Regions from separate parts of the Mus musculus genome. Here all the other regions are linked to region 1. The links are chromatin contacts, called in public Hi-C, HiChIP or PLAC-seq and promoter capture Hi-C maps. All regions are on one chromosome and are shown on one strand. The core of a region is the stretch at or near the end of the contact, and the rest is flanking DNA. Distances in the headings are between cores, read along the strand shown.

Evidence for each region. Promoter capture Hi-C pulls out the DNA fragments that hold promoters and counts their contacts. Hi-C and Micro-C count contacts between places; a contact is called where the count stands out from the background. HiChIP or PLAC-seq counts read pairs in DNA pulled down with a chosen protein or histone mark.
Region 2: a contact with region 1 is called in a Hi-C map of regulatory T cells, with 7 times the contacts expected there. The contact joins the enhancer-like site here to the promoter of Cct4 in region 1. A contact is called at or near these places in 3 of 39 promoter capture datasets (embryonic stem cells, hippocampal neurons and liver), 5 of 484 Hi-C or Micro-C datasets (CD8 T cells, Th1 cells, cortical neurons and 2 more), 4 of 115 datasets of contacts at active chromatin or transcription factors (astrocytes, bone marrow-derived macrophages, memory CD8 T cells and 1 more) and 1 of 9 other capture datasets (adipose tissue).
Region 3: a Hi-C map of the N1E-115 cell line shows a contact between it and region 1, with 4 times the contacts expected there. The contact joins the promoter of Pus10 here to the promoter of Cct4 in region 1. A contact is called at or near these places in 17 of 39 promoter capture datasets (the 3T3-L1 cell line, 3T3-L1-derived adipocytes, the C10 cell line and 10 more), 1 of 15 datasets of contacts at CTCF or cohesin (embryonic stem cells), 5 of 484 Hi-C or Micro-C datasets (B cells, the N1E-115 cell line, Th1 cells and 2 more), 8 of 115 datasets of contacts at active chromatin or transcription factors (T-cell acute lymphoblastic leukemia, astrocytes, effector CD8 T cells and 5 more) and 3 of 9 other capture datasets (adipose tissue, embryonic stem cells and liver).
Region 4: an H3K4me3 HiChIP or PLAC-seq map of the SCID.adh cell line shows a contact between it and region 1, with 17 read pairs. The contact joins the promoter of 0610010F05Rik here to the promoter of Cct4 in region 1. A contact is called at or near these places in 13 of 39 promoter capture datasets (the 3T3-L1 cell line, the HPC-7 cell line, cranial neural crest and 8 more), 10 of 115 datasets of contacts at active chromatin or transcription factors (the SCID.adh cell line, astrocytes, embryonic midbrain and 6 more) and 3 of 9 other capture datasets (adipose tissue, embryonic stem cells and macrophages).
Region 5: a promoter capture Hi-C map of liver shows a contact between it and region 1, with 3 times the contacts expected there. The contact joins the enhancer-like site here to the promoter of Cct4 in region 1. A contact is called at or near these places in 4 of 39 promoter capture datasets (the 3T3-L1 cell line, hippocampal neurons and liver), 1 of 15 datasets of contacts at CTCF or cohesin (the NIH/3T3 cell line), 4 of 115 datasets of contacts at active chromatin or transcription factors (bone marrow-derived macrophages, fibro-adipogenic progenitors, large pre-B cells and 1 more) and 1 of 9 other capture datasets (macrophages).

What each region holds. Positions count from the first base shown.
Region 1 is chr11:22,989,297-22,991,875 of GRCm38.p6, reverse strand. It overlaps Cct4 (chaperonin containing Tcp1, subunit 4 (delta)), which reads right to left and starts at 1,283. Exons shown (of 14, transcript NM_009837.1): 1 at 996-1,283. The coding sequence starts at 1,122.
Region 2 is chr11:23,855,226-23,857,804 of GRCm38.p6, reverse strand. No RefSeq gene overlaps it. Among named protein-coding and RNA genes, the nearest start is that of Gm39612, 38 kb to the right of the region's middle. Within about 2 kb of position 1,289, at least 47 of the 459 cell types and tissues checked have an H3K27ac peak or open chromatin away from gene starts, as enhancers often do. A contact at or near this core is called in CD8 T cells, Th1 cells, memory CD8 T cells and 1 more, where this site is marked.
Region 3 is chr11:23,664,714-23,667,292 of GRCm38.p6, reverse strand. Pus10 (pseudouridylate synthase 10) reads right to left here and starts at 1,301. Exons shown (of 18, transcript NM_028304.3): 1 at 840-1,301; 2 at 1-15. The coding sequence starts at 4. It overlaps Pex13 (peroxisomal biogenesis factor 13), which reads left to right and starts at 1,410. Exons shown (of 4, transcript NM_023651.5): 1 at 1,410-1,546. The coding sequence starts at 1,449.
Region 4 is chr11:23,632,346-23,634,924 of GRCm38.p6, reverse strand. It overlaps 0610010F05Rik (RIKEN cDNA 0610010F05 gene), which reads left to right and starts at 1,294. Exons shown (of 22, transcript NM_027860.3): 1 at 1,294-1,432.
Region 5 is chr11:22,436,422-22,439,000 of GRCm38.p6, reverse strand. All of the region lies in intron 2 of Gm39609 (a long non-coding RNA gene), which reads left to right. Among named protein-coding and RNA genes, the nearest start is that of Gm39609, 5.6 kb to the left of the region's middle. Within about 2 kb of position 1,295, at least 152 of the 459 cell types and tissues checked have an H3K27ac peak or open chromatin away from gene starts, as enhancers often do. A contact at or near this core is called in the NIH/3T3 cell line, bone marrow-derived macrophages, liver and 2 more, where this site is marked.

The sequences.
Region 1 (2,579 bases), core at 34-2,533:
ACTCTCTTGGTCACTCATCTGACTCTAGAATTCATCTTTCAACATCCCAATGACTCCACTACCACAAACGTAATTAATGAACTCAATAAACTTCCAGGTGTCAGGTATTCACTCCAAACTTCCAAAAGACTCTCACATGGAGCACCTGGTCAGCTTGGCGTCTCCAACTCCTTAAGGCCCATCCTGCGCACACACCTCACAGCACCAACACATTCCAGTCACCTGGACTGGTGACTGCAGTACTTGTCAGGTTTACTTCATACACTTTCACATTTAATCCTCCCAGCAACCCTGCAAATCAACTGTCACCTCACCCAACTTACAGCTGCACTGCGAAGTCAAGAGTTTCTTGGATCCTAGGACCTTCAGAAGATAAAACAACACCCCGTCCACTTCCCAAATCATGCATCTTTGTCTCCAACCCAAATAAACCCTGGCAGTATCTCTTAAGGCTTTGTTGCTTTAGACGTCAGACGCGTCAAATAGCACATACTGAGAATAAAACTCGGCCTGTCTGGTTTTCACCACGTGCTTTTACAACCCTATGTCGCCCACCTGCCAGTTTAAGGGAATTTATAGTGACTATCCGATTAGTACTACGGAGCCAAAGAACGTTCATAAGTTAAATGAACTTTTTTTGAAAATGTTGAAAAAGTAAAATGAATTTTATTTGAAAGCTCAAAATACTGTGTCGTCTACCACTAGGTTTGATAAACAGCCAAGCTTTAGTTCTTAAGAGTCAGATCTCAAGGATCATTGCTTTCAGTATTTTAAACGGCTGTCTGCGCCAATGTGACCAACACCGCCCATGCCTGCAGGAGACGAACTAAGGAGCTCGGCGTCCCACAATGGGGCGTGTCCGAGGCCTCCACGCTCCGAGTGCTTAGCAGAAAGCTGCAAACGAGACCACCTTGAAGGAACACAACCCACCCAGGGCCAAGGTCACAGCGAGGCTGGGCCGTTCCGCCGGAGGCGGGCCGGCGACCGGGTGATACCTTTGGCCGCGGAAATATTGCTGAAGCGGATCTGGGCTGGCTTGTCGCGGTCCTGGTAGGCGCTTTTCCCGCGGCTGCCGGGCCCGGCGGTGGGCGCCCCGCTTCGGGAAGCTACGTTCTCCGGCATGGCGACCTTGGTGGCGTCTGCGCGGGTTCAGGAGGACGGATGGACACGGATTCCGGCTTGCTGTGGAGTAACGGTCTCCCTGACCGCCTCCTCCACGAACCTTCCAGAAAGCGACGCCGGGAGAGAAGGCGGAAGCCGAGCAAGGGGCCTGCTGGAGAGCCGGCGCGGGTGTGACGTCAGGGGCTGTCTGCCGCACGCCGGCTGCGCAGCTTGCGCGCGGAGATGTGGCTACGGACTGTCCACCCCTCCCTGTGCCTGAGATGGAGCGGGAGGTTTTATAGGCGTGGCTGTGGCCGTTCTAGATGGACCCGAGCCTTTAGCTTCTGCTAGTGCTGTTGAGGAAGCTGTGACAGCTCTGGCTTTGTTCCGGAGTGGGTGTGGTGCAACCGGCCTTTTACGGACATCCATGTCTAAATTCCAAATTCTATTCCTAGTTTATTCACTTTGTAAAGGTGTTGGAGGAGAGATGTGCCATGAATAGTTTCCTCCCTTTTGTATATATTTTGACTGCCTAGGGATTTAAATACACTAGTTAGACGGCACAGAATCGTAATAGTTGTGGGGCGGTGACTGCCTATCAAATCCAGTCTGCCTTCTAGTTAAGACCTCTTCCATAAACATAACCACTGACTCTTAGGGAACATAAACATTCTAATAACTGATTAATAGTTATCTGCTGAGCAAAGTGTGAAATCTTTACACTCTTTACCCCCCCCACCCCACCCCCACACTAATCCTCATAATCCCATGAAATAGGTGTCATCGTCTAGACTTAAAGGATGATGAAGCTAAAGCCCAAGGTCAACCAGTAAGGCAGTGGAAGCCAGTACAGAGCCAGGACTCTGTCCTTAGGTAAACTTCCAAGGTTTCTATAATCATGATCATTGACCACCAGAGTTTATATAGGTAATACTCATTCAGTGGTAGTTCACAGTTAATAATTGAGAGCCATAAGGTGCCAGATGCCTGCGGTAGGTTAACGAACAATTGTTTCATGGACTTAGTCCTGTAATTATGAGAAGCATTTACATTCATTCACTCTATTAAGACTAAGATGAACTTTTCAAGCCTCCCCTTGGGGGACACGTCTTTTTCAAAGACCAGTTTACCCCTCCCTCGAAGCACACAAATATTCTATGGTTGTTGAGACAGCTGACTTATATGAAGAGAACAGGTACTGGTACTGTGGTGATTTGAGATGTCTCCCCTAGTTTTAGACATTCAAATACTTGGTCCCCAGTGGGTAGCTCTGATTGGAGAAGCTTAGGAGGTGTAGCCTTGCTGGAGTAAGTATATCACTGGAGGCTGAGTTTGTTTCAAAAGCTACCAGCCAGTTTGTGCTCTGCTTCCTCTTCACAATATGAGATGTGAGCTCTCCCTTCTCCATGCCTACCTGTTGTGAAGCTTCCCTGCTGTGCTTCCCAGTGATCATGAAGTCCTAGAACCATAAAACCCCT
Region 2 (2,579 bases), core at 40-2,539, 870 kb before region 1:
TGGATAAAGCACTTGCTGCACGAATGTGAGGGACTGAGTTCAAATCCCAAGACCCAGCTGTAGCAGCATCATATGTCCGCAATGCCAGGACACCAGTGCATTTAAGATGGCTGTAGTTTACTAAAGTGTGCAGTGGGAACACCAATGCCTTTCCTGAAATGAGAGCAGTGTAGTGACTCTCTAGCGTCATTATACTTGGTAGGCACTATGAAGTACTGTACAATCTAATTCATCTCTCTTGTTTCTGTCTTCTAAAAGTAGTGGTTATAATAAAAGGCTCTACTTTTAAAAAGTAGCTCAATGAATCAAAAGAAGAAATCCAACAGTTCCTGGCACTTAGCAGAATCCAACGAATCACGACCAGAGACATATGAAATAACATGGCACTTGATTGACAGTGGACAGCTCCTCTCCAAGAAATCCAGCCCGAGGATCAAGAAAAAAGGCCAACATCCCAGCCACCTCCATCCCAACATAGCCAGCCTAGGCAGTAGAGTGCCACCTCCCATGAGATGCTCTTGCCTTGTGTTGTGAGAATTTTCCCTGGCAAGTTGGAGGTGGGGAACTAGCCAACATCTACTTCCTCTCCACCTCACAAGGTCCCAATGACAAACTAGGGTAGAGCTCTGCCAAGATTCACTCTGGAAGAGCTGATCATTTAATCCGCTTACGAATGGACTAAGGCATTACAAGCAGGAGAGTAGGTGACTTAAGACAGCCATCCTGGAATCCGTGCAGGAAGTGTGCATGACTCTTCTGCCATGCCCAGCACCTCCCTGAGGCCACATGTAATTGGGGAGGAATTGCAATCAATTGGTTGGTAAGGATCCCATGACCCCAACCCCCACACTCAGTCTTCTATGTGGGAACAACGATCAACAGGTCCAGCTGTGATGATCTTTTGCCAAGTAGGCACAGCTGAACTCAGGCAGAGGCTGGCACTCAGCCTGAAGGGTACGCCTGAACACCTTGTCACCCAGCCTTTCAGAAAACAGCTGCTGGATTTGTAGGAAAAAAAGAAAGTAGAACTCATGAATTATTACAAAGTTCACTATCTATATATTACAACGGGTTAGAGAACTTAGCAAACTACCTGTACCAGCCAGCACAGCACCCAGAACGTCCGGCTGAGCCGATGCTTCAACAGAGTTTAACATTCTGCAATGTAAACATCTGTATGTTGACATCCCCACTTCTGATCCAACTAGATCTGTAAGCAGCCACACGTGGGGAGGGTGCCACAGCTTAAAGCCACACCCATACCAGCTGCACCTGTATTCCCCTCCTCCCACCTCTCCTGGGCACGGGGCAAGACTGTCTAACCCTATTTCCAACTCACTTCCTGCTAGAGCTTTATAGCAGTTCAAAGAACTAAGTTCAGGTTCTTTCCAAATAGGTTGGTTTCTTGAAACTCACCAACAAGTCAAACATCAGAAAAGTGGGGATTTCTGAACACCACCCACTTGGATGGTAACTGATATTTAGTAGTTTCAAATATTAAGAAAAGAAAAAAAATTGACCTTGATTAGGCAGTATCTAATCTCCCAGGGCACAGGAAATGAAAGCGAGCAAGTCTGATTTGCAGGAGGCCCTGAGGTTGCACAAAGTAGTGGCTCCCCCAGCAAGGCCCACTCACGGCCTGCCTCCAGCTGAACACCCAGAGGGAAAGCACCATTAAACTCCCTATAAATTCAGCAACCAAACAGTTGTACCATGGTGAGGGGGTGGGGAAAGGGAAGAAGGAAGAGAGGGTATCATAGGTTTGAGAAGGCTATGCTGTTGGGGCCAGAGGGATTCAGTGGTCAACCAGCCTACTTATTCCATATATGTTTAGGATGAATGTTCTGGAAACTAGATAGCATTGGAAGGACCAGTTGAAAGTACTGGATGTGTTTGGCTGGAAAAGTAATCAGAGCTCCACTTTCCATGGATGCTGGAGGGAAGGAGAGGCCCAGAGATGAGGTTGCTGTTATGATCCACCTAAGAGATGTTAGAGGAAACCAAGCTGGCAAAACAAGTTTTGAGAGATTTTGAGGGGGTGGGAGGGAGGATGGGCTCTGCCATCAAAATACATGATGGGAAGAGTGGAAGATGATGCACACCTTTCTTAGGCAAACACTGCCATCACTGAGCAACTGTGAGAACAGCAGAGGAGGCTGGGAAGCAAGGCTCCTGACTTCAGATTAGTAGTGTTGAATCAGCGCTGTCTGGCACCCCCATGTGGTCATCCGTGACAGGTCAGGAGAAATGCTGCTGCAGAGCGGCTAGATTTCAGCACCAGTCACCATCCTTCCAGATCACTGTGGGGATTCCCAGCTCCAGGAACAGGCTTCTGCAGAAGAAATTCTTGGCTGGTTGAACCCTTACTGCAACCCACAGCCAAAGTGGGTTTACCTAATTGGCCATTTGGGGGATGACATCAGAGCATGCACAGACCTGCCCCTGGCCTTTCTCTTTAGATCTTTCTGGTCATGCCCTCAGTGGACTGTGGAGCAAGCCCACTTGAAGCTGACCCAAAATCATGTCTCTGATCAAGTCTCTTCTCAATAGTTGGATGTGAATCTTTGCCTCCTGCAAAC
Region 3 (2,579 bases), core at 52-2,551, 680 kb before region 1:
GCATACTAGAAGAAACTAAAATGAGCACTTTCAGTATTCTACAGCTACGTGCTGTATTTATGTCCTTAAAAAGAAAAGCTTTCATTTGAAAAATTCTATTTTGTACCCTTCAAATACTGCTTGTCATATCTATATTCTAAAATATGAACTTGACTAAGTGAGTATGTGGATTACAGGGGAGAGGAACAAAGAAAGACAAGCTTGCTCTGGACATGACATTAAAAACTTTCCGATTCCGGGACTTGGGACCACTCAGGGTTGCCTGTGTAAACCTTTCAAGGAAGTACTTACAATATGGGAATATACTCTATTAAAGAAAAAAAAATCAAGAAACTCCATGTGGCCAAGTATTTATTTCAGTTTCATAATCCCGTCTATCAGTTCACTTAACCTATTAATTTAATGTTAAGTAAAGAGTCTATGAGGAGTTGGAAATAATTATGTAAAAATGCATCTTCTTGCCAGGTGTAAGCGCTCACGCTTATAATTTCAGTACACAAGAAACAAGAAGATCTCCATGAGTTCAAAGCTAACCTAGGCTAAATAGAGAATCAAAGCCAGCGGGGGAGAGGGGGGTAGCTGAAACAGTCTTGAGTTTCACACCATAAGATCTTTTTTAATGCATTTCCTCCTGCACAGGCATAGTTCGTCCTCTGGCATGGGAGTAGGGGAAAGGTAAGGGGAAAGCTCTGTTCTGGCCAAACAAGCCCTTAACTCTATGTGCTGAGGTTCTAGAAACTTACCACTCACTCCACCTGACTAACAAACAAAAGGGACTGCAGCTACGCCTCTTCGACACCCAGTCCCTAACCCCTCACCTCGTACTTCCTAGGCCTTACCTTCTCCCAAGATGCCGCAGCCGAGTCTTAACCCTTTTCGGCCCTGGGTGGGAACGGGGAAGAGTAAAGACAGCGCACCTACTGCGCTCAGCCGTTGTGTTCCCCAAGAAAACCAGAGCTTTACAACGAAAGTACCAGGCCCCTCACGAGAGGAATGCAGGAACCCCCTCGTCTTACACGGTGACCTGTAAGGCTGTCCGCCTGGCAGCCTGCACTCCCCCTAGCTCTACGAACGAAAGACTGCGAGGGGCTTTACTGCTAGCCTTAAAGGGTCGGCCGGCAAAGGAGCCTCCGACGGACTCGGCACCTAGGTCGTAGTAGCTGCTGCCAGAAACGTCGATGAGCCCCTACTCAAATTTGAAACCCAGACTAGGGAAAAGAAAGAGGGACGTCCCGCTCTCCCGACTCCCGACCCCCTCCCACACCCCAGCAAATTAGCTGTTCCCTTCCTCCTTCCTCCAGCTTCGCCTGACCACACGCCTTGGCCTGACGTCAGGCGTGGGCGGGGCGGAGGGCTCGGTGTTCTGCCTGTCGTGCCTGGCAAGCGAGGCGCTCCTTCACCCAGCCGTCGCAGTCGCTTCCCTGAGCCGGAGCGGAGCTGGCGGAGAGATGGCCTCCCAGCCGCCGCCGCCCCCCAAACCCTGGGAGTCTCGCAGAATTCCCGGGGCCGGCCCCGGGCCGGGCTCCGGCCCCGGCCCCACTTACCAGTGAGTGTGAGGTGTTTGGGCCGCGACTTTGGAGGCCAGAGCGGGGACTTGGCAGGAGGCGGTTGAAGCCGTTATTGGGGGGAGGCGTCGCTTCCCGCTGCCGGCCCGGGGCGAGTGCAGAGCGGGTCTGGAGTCTGCTGGCTGTACGACCGCCCGTTCTTCCCCCGGGCGCCCCGCCGGCCCCACGGATGCAGGAGCTAGAAAGAAAAGCGGCGCTTCCCTGCCTTTTCGCTTTTGCGGGACATGGGGGGGCGGGACAGCCTGACCCGCTTCAAAGCGACGAGCTTGGGTCTGCTGCCGAGCGCGACGTTGGCCCAGCCAGGACAAGGATAGAGAGCAAAAGTCATGGAAAAGCTTTACAGCCTCTCCAGAAGTTGGTTGAACGACCCAAAGGTCACGTTTACGCAACATGGAATCCAAGCTCTTACCCTTGGCTTTCTTTTCTAGCATAACTTAACGTTTAGGTTGAGGGTTGAAAGAATTCTAAGACAGGAATTCGAGGTCTGTGGGTAGCCTTTGTGTACAAAATTGTGTGTGTGACTGTCGTCTAAGGCCTATAAAGTTTTTATTTGCTTTGATTTAAATCAGTAACAAATGGGTCTGCAACTTTTAAAAATTTAAAACAGAATTAGAGTTTCAGGAACCTGTGTTTTCTTTGGATAAATAGATACCTTAATCCAGGCGACATGATTTCAGAGCAAGTTTGTACGTTTTCCTGGCGCGTAAAAATCTCTGTACGTTGGAGTACTTTTCTCTTATTGGAAAATCTGGTGCTCTTTTAAAAGTACTAAAACACTTGGGCACAGTAACTAATAGATACAATTAGAGTGATAAGCTGTATTTTTCGTGTTAAAGCAACACTTATTGGTGATACTTTCATTAGAATGTTTCTAAGTGTGTTCTTTGCTATCCCGTTAAACTTCTCTGAACATTACTTAGCCTTCTGGGTTTGTTGTTGTTTTGTTGTATGTGCCTTAAATTTTATGATTGTTTTCTGTACCTGTTTATATTTGTTTTACTAATGGTATGCAAT
Region 4 (2,579 bases), core at 45-2,544, 640 kb before region 1:
ATGGATGATAGGCTTCCTTTACTGCATGCATTAATTTGACAAATGAGCCCTTCACAAGTCTGGTTACAAAAACCTGGGCATCACGAAGCATTCATAAAGCAGAAACCGTGGCTTATCTGCTGCCACACTTATCTGACTTGGAGGTCGAAAGCTCTATGTGCAGCCACTGAAGTTCAAGCTGAATGTGAACACATGTTCTCCTGAGAGCAAGACAGGGACCATTCGCTCCCAGCAGGAAGCCTGAGCCTGCGAAATGATCCAAGTGCTTCTCTCACCGTGCTACTCGGAGCTTCGCTGAGGTCTGAGGCCCATTATCAAATGTGGAAGCCTCATTCCTTGGGCATAATTTGGACTCTACCTGCACATTGAGACCACCTCCCCCCAGTGGGAAGGGAGATCTATTTGAGTGGTAGGAGGAAAGCCTTGGCAGATAAGGCGATTGAAGAGAAAACAATAAACAACAACAAAAAACAAACAAACGTTCAACTTCCTCTGGGAAACAAAAAAGAAATGAAGATTTGATCGAAACCATAACATTGAGAGTTACTTATATTCTTTTTGATATACAGCTTACACTGAATACATTGCTCGTTCTCACTGTCTCTGTCTCTGTCTCTGTCTCTCTCTCTCTCTGTCTCTCTCTCTCTCTCTCTCTCTCTCTCTGTCTCTGTCTCTCTCTGCTTGCAAACAGGTTTATTAGTGGACACTGTTTTAGTTTAATCTTGCCAGAACCATGGAGTGATTGCCAACGAAAACTCACATCTGGCCACTAATACATTTCCATCAGTGCTCTAAGACTGAACATCAATCAGCCTTCCAAGTTTAACACTGGAACATTTGCCACACTATATCTGAGAAGTCGCCAGCTTTTCAGTTTACAGTATGTTTCTAAGTCCCAGCCAACGCCCTATCCAATCATATATTTTTTCTGTTGAACCTAAGCAGCTTATAGCAAAATGAGTGACAGGGAAAGATTTATTCTTTTCATTCGAGCTCCCTTTATCTCCCACGTTCAAGATCAAGCGCTGAGGACCTAGTCGCTAAGAGACATGACGCTAAGAGAGTGGGGACGCTGCACTGCGACAGGCCAGAGAGGACGAGCCAGAGAGGGCAGGGTGAAGAGCAGGCTCTGTGCAGCGGTGGGCTGCACTCTGGCACCGCCCGCACCCGCCCACCCGCAGGATCTCGTCGCTCATTGGATGCTCTGCTGCGGCGCTAGCTTGCGATTGGCCCGGGCGCGTCGATCAGGCCCCGCCCCTCGGCGCTCTTGCTGGGCGGCTGGCTAGCGGGCGCAGGCGGGTGCGGCCGCGGCTCGTGAGGCCGCCTCAGCCTGGCGTGTGCGCCGGGTCGCGCCGTTCTGGGCGCGAGCGCGGGCGGTGCTGGCCGCTGCAGGTGACACCGGCGCGGTGAGGGCCGCCGCGGCCCTGTGGAGGTGAGAGAGACGCTGAGAGGCTGGGGCACCCACTCGGAAGCTGGAGTGGGGCGAGGGCCGGGAGCGCCGCTGCCCATCCGGGCGGGCGGACTGGCGGGCGGGCGGGCGGTGCGGGGCCCCGCTGCCCGGAAGCCCGCGGACGCCCGGGCGCTGCCTGCGGCCCCGTCCCGCCGCCGCCCTCGCCTACGCTCTTGGCGACGGAGCCCAGCTTCGGTCGCCGGACTCCGGCCCTCACAGTCCCCGCCAGGCTGCTTTCCGATGCCTTTGTCTGCTCCTCTCCAGCCCGCGCCTCGAGTCGGTGTCCACGCCGCGGAATCCCGGTCCCGAGGACGCGCCGCGCAGGGAGCCTCGGACCCGGGCTTGGAAAGGCTACTTACCCGGGTGGGCAGTGATGTCCGGTCTTTCAGAATCAGAGCCAACCGGCTGGGTCACACGTGTGGATGAGAGTCAGGAAGTCTGTTGTAGATCAGGACTAACAGCCTCCCTCTGCTGTGCCAGAGGCCTTCCACCTGTCCCTGTGACCACCCCCCACCTCCACTCCCTCCTCTGCCTAGGGAAAGATCAAGAGCCCCCTTTTCATTGAAAAATGAAAAGCAGATGCTTGTCCATATGAATAAGCCAAAATAAGGAATAGGTTATGTTCTTTAAAGGTGTAAAATGTTAAAACAATAGAATTTTTATATTTTAGTAAATAATGTTATTTATTTACTAAATATATTATACCTTAAACACTTTTAAAGTATGGTGTCATGCATGAGAGGATAATTTTGAGTTTTAGATATTTTCTTTTGGTCATAGTTTTTTATACGTTTATACCTTTCTCCAGAATGAGATGCATGTGCCAGCTGTTCTAAGACTGTATGTTATTCATACCCTAAAGGAAACATTCTCAGAGATTAGTTTAACTAGAATACACAGTAGTTTTTTTCCCTTGATTGGAAAGATTCAATTGTGTCAACAGAAAAAAAATTCACACCCAAGTTACTTAAATCATCCATTACCACGAATAAATGAGTATTATATTTGAAATATACAAGTTTTTAAGAATTTGATGGAGACATCTTTCTTGTTATTTTAATTAAGTGCTGGGAACTTAGCTCATTTGTGGAGTACACTGCCACCACCACCACCAAAAACAGAAAATAAA
Region 5 (2,579 bases), core at 46-2,545, 550 kb after region 1:
GGCTGGCCCAGAGGAAGGTAGTGGTGCTTATTAAATACCCACAGACTGACTGGATAACCTTGGCTTAAGTGACTACAGTAACCTCAGAGTGTTTGTTGAGTGGGGACTACAGCCTCTCAGTCAAGCACAGTTGGATGGCTTGGTCTGAACATGAGCCAGCTGGCCAGTGTGATCCCAAACAGAAAAAAAAAAAAATCAAAATCAAAACAAAACAATAAAACTACTCCACAGTCACAGCAAGCCATTGCATAAGGAGGACAGTGTGAGCAATGTCTTGTGGTAGAAAAGCAGTGAAGGCAGTCACTTACAGGCACAGCAGGTAATTTCTGTATCTAGACAGGGCCTCTTTGCTGAGAGTGTGGGAGGGACACTCACCTCATCTCTGTGAAGGAAGTGAAGCACCAAGAAAGGTTACTGGCTTAGGGTCAGACCTAGATCTGTGATTTCTGTCACTTATTAACTGGATAGCCTTGAGCAGCCCCAAGAGCCAGTGCCTTCATTCGTAAAGAAGGTTAAAGACCCATTTCCAGGCACAGGAGGGTAAAATAAGGGAAAGCTATGAATTCTAAGGGATTAGAGTAACTTTTTAATTTTTATGATTCCACTTTGTATGCCCCACACATCCCAGGCAGAAAGAAAAATATTTAAAAGATGACATTGTTATGTTCCCATGAGTAGCCTGGGATATCTGTTTTGGGGCTTTTTATACCTTTAAATAGCAGAATCCCTAGCTAGTCTGTGTTGTCCCTTTAAATCTAAGGATGGGGGGTCACAGATCTTCCAATTTAGCTGCTAAGCCTTTAAATAATGGGCTTGCCCACCTCCACCCTTGCACTGTTCCCTGGGCTTCTGGGATGTCTCTCAGGTAATTCCAGTACTCTTGGCGGCTGCCCCAGTTCACAGCTGCCACAGGGATCAGCTACTCAAAAAAACTGTTGCTGAATTAATATTGGCAGTGTGTGTGGGTTATATTTGCAGAGCATTGGCAGGCACCAGGGACCTACTGGTTAAAGTCCATTCTAACCTTTCCTCTGTCATGCTTGAAAAATATGGGAGGTTTTCTGCTGCTGTTGGTAGCTGAAGACCGCCCCATTCTCCGCTTCCCCTAGATTACGTGTGGTGGAATACTTCTCACGCAAGAAGGAGAAAAATGTCCTGGTTGAAGTGAAAATCCTTTCCTCAGAGGACCAGTTGCTGTCAACTGGCAGTTTTGGGTCGTTTCTTTGCTGTTCCCTCTGGTCTGTCCAGCAGGTGGTGGAGTTCCAGCAGCCTTGTCCCCAGTCAGACTGTCCTGTAATGCTCAGCACGTGATAGGCGACTGCTGTCTGACTCACTCCTGCTGCCTCTGGCTCTGGGGCTGTGTAAACACCACAAGGAACGGCAAGAACAGAGTACTCCAAGCTTTTCCTGTAGTTTCCCTCATCAAACAAAGAACAAATTCGTGTTGACTGAATATAGAACTGCCTGTGTCAGCTGGGATTTAAACTCTTAATCACTTTATTCTTAGCAAAGACCCAGAAAGAAACCCTAAATTGTTTCTTTGTTCATTATCCACCTATGAAAACACATTTGTTAACAGTACTGAATGTATCATGATAGACAGCTGAATCCAAATTATTCTTGAGAAACAGATTAATCCAGTGTGCTGCTGAGTGCCTGTGACCCCAGCCTTGGGGTTTGGGTAGAGATAGGTGGATTTCTGAAGCTCATTGGCCAGCCTGGCTGGGCAAATGGGAGAGCTACAGGTTCAATGAGAGATCCTAGCTCCAGAAGCAATGGAAGATTGATCAAGGAAAGGTAGCTGATATTGAAAGTCATGCATGTGAGCATGTGCAATAAAGAAAAATGAAAAAAAAAACCAACTTTAAAAAGTCAGCAGCTAAAGAGGAAACAACAACAACAGAGAAAAGAGAGAGAGAGAGAGAGAGAGAGAGGAGAGAGAGAGAGAAAAGAAAGTGGGAACATCCGTTATAGGCAAAACTTCAAGCCCCCAAATGTTCACACTCACACATTTCAAATTAGACATTTCAAAAACAGTGATTAAAAAAAAAAAAAGGTTTTAGAAAAATGTAAAAACGAAGCACTTCTAGGTTTGCTTCTCAGTTTCTTCAGAAAGTCTATATAACATTGCTTTTGTTTGGCCCCTGCTGTCTTCAGACTCATTTGGTTAGAGACTTAATTTGGTGGCTGAAACAGGGATCAATGCTAGAGGAAAATTTGGGTCAGAGTCTTTCTTAGAGTATTACCAATGGCAGATAGCTCCTCTCATGCCTTAGAGAGCCACCTCCAAAGGTATATGGTGTCCCTGTGATGGTTAAATACTAATTGGATGCAATGGAGAATCACCTGGGAAGGGGGTCTTAATGAGGGACTATCTATCCATCAGATTGGGGGATTGATGTGTGAAGGCCCAGCCTAAATGGTGTGTGGGTGACACTCTTTCCTGTCTCTAGGCTTTGGGTTGTACAAACAAGGAGAAGATAAGCAGAGAGTATATATATGCATCCATTTCTCTCTGCTCTTGGTTGTGGATATGACATAATCAACTATTTTAAGTTCTCACTGCCGTGACTTCCCTG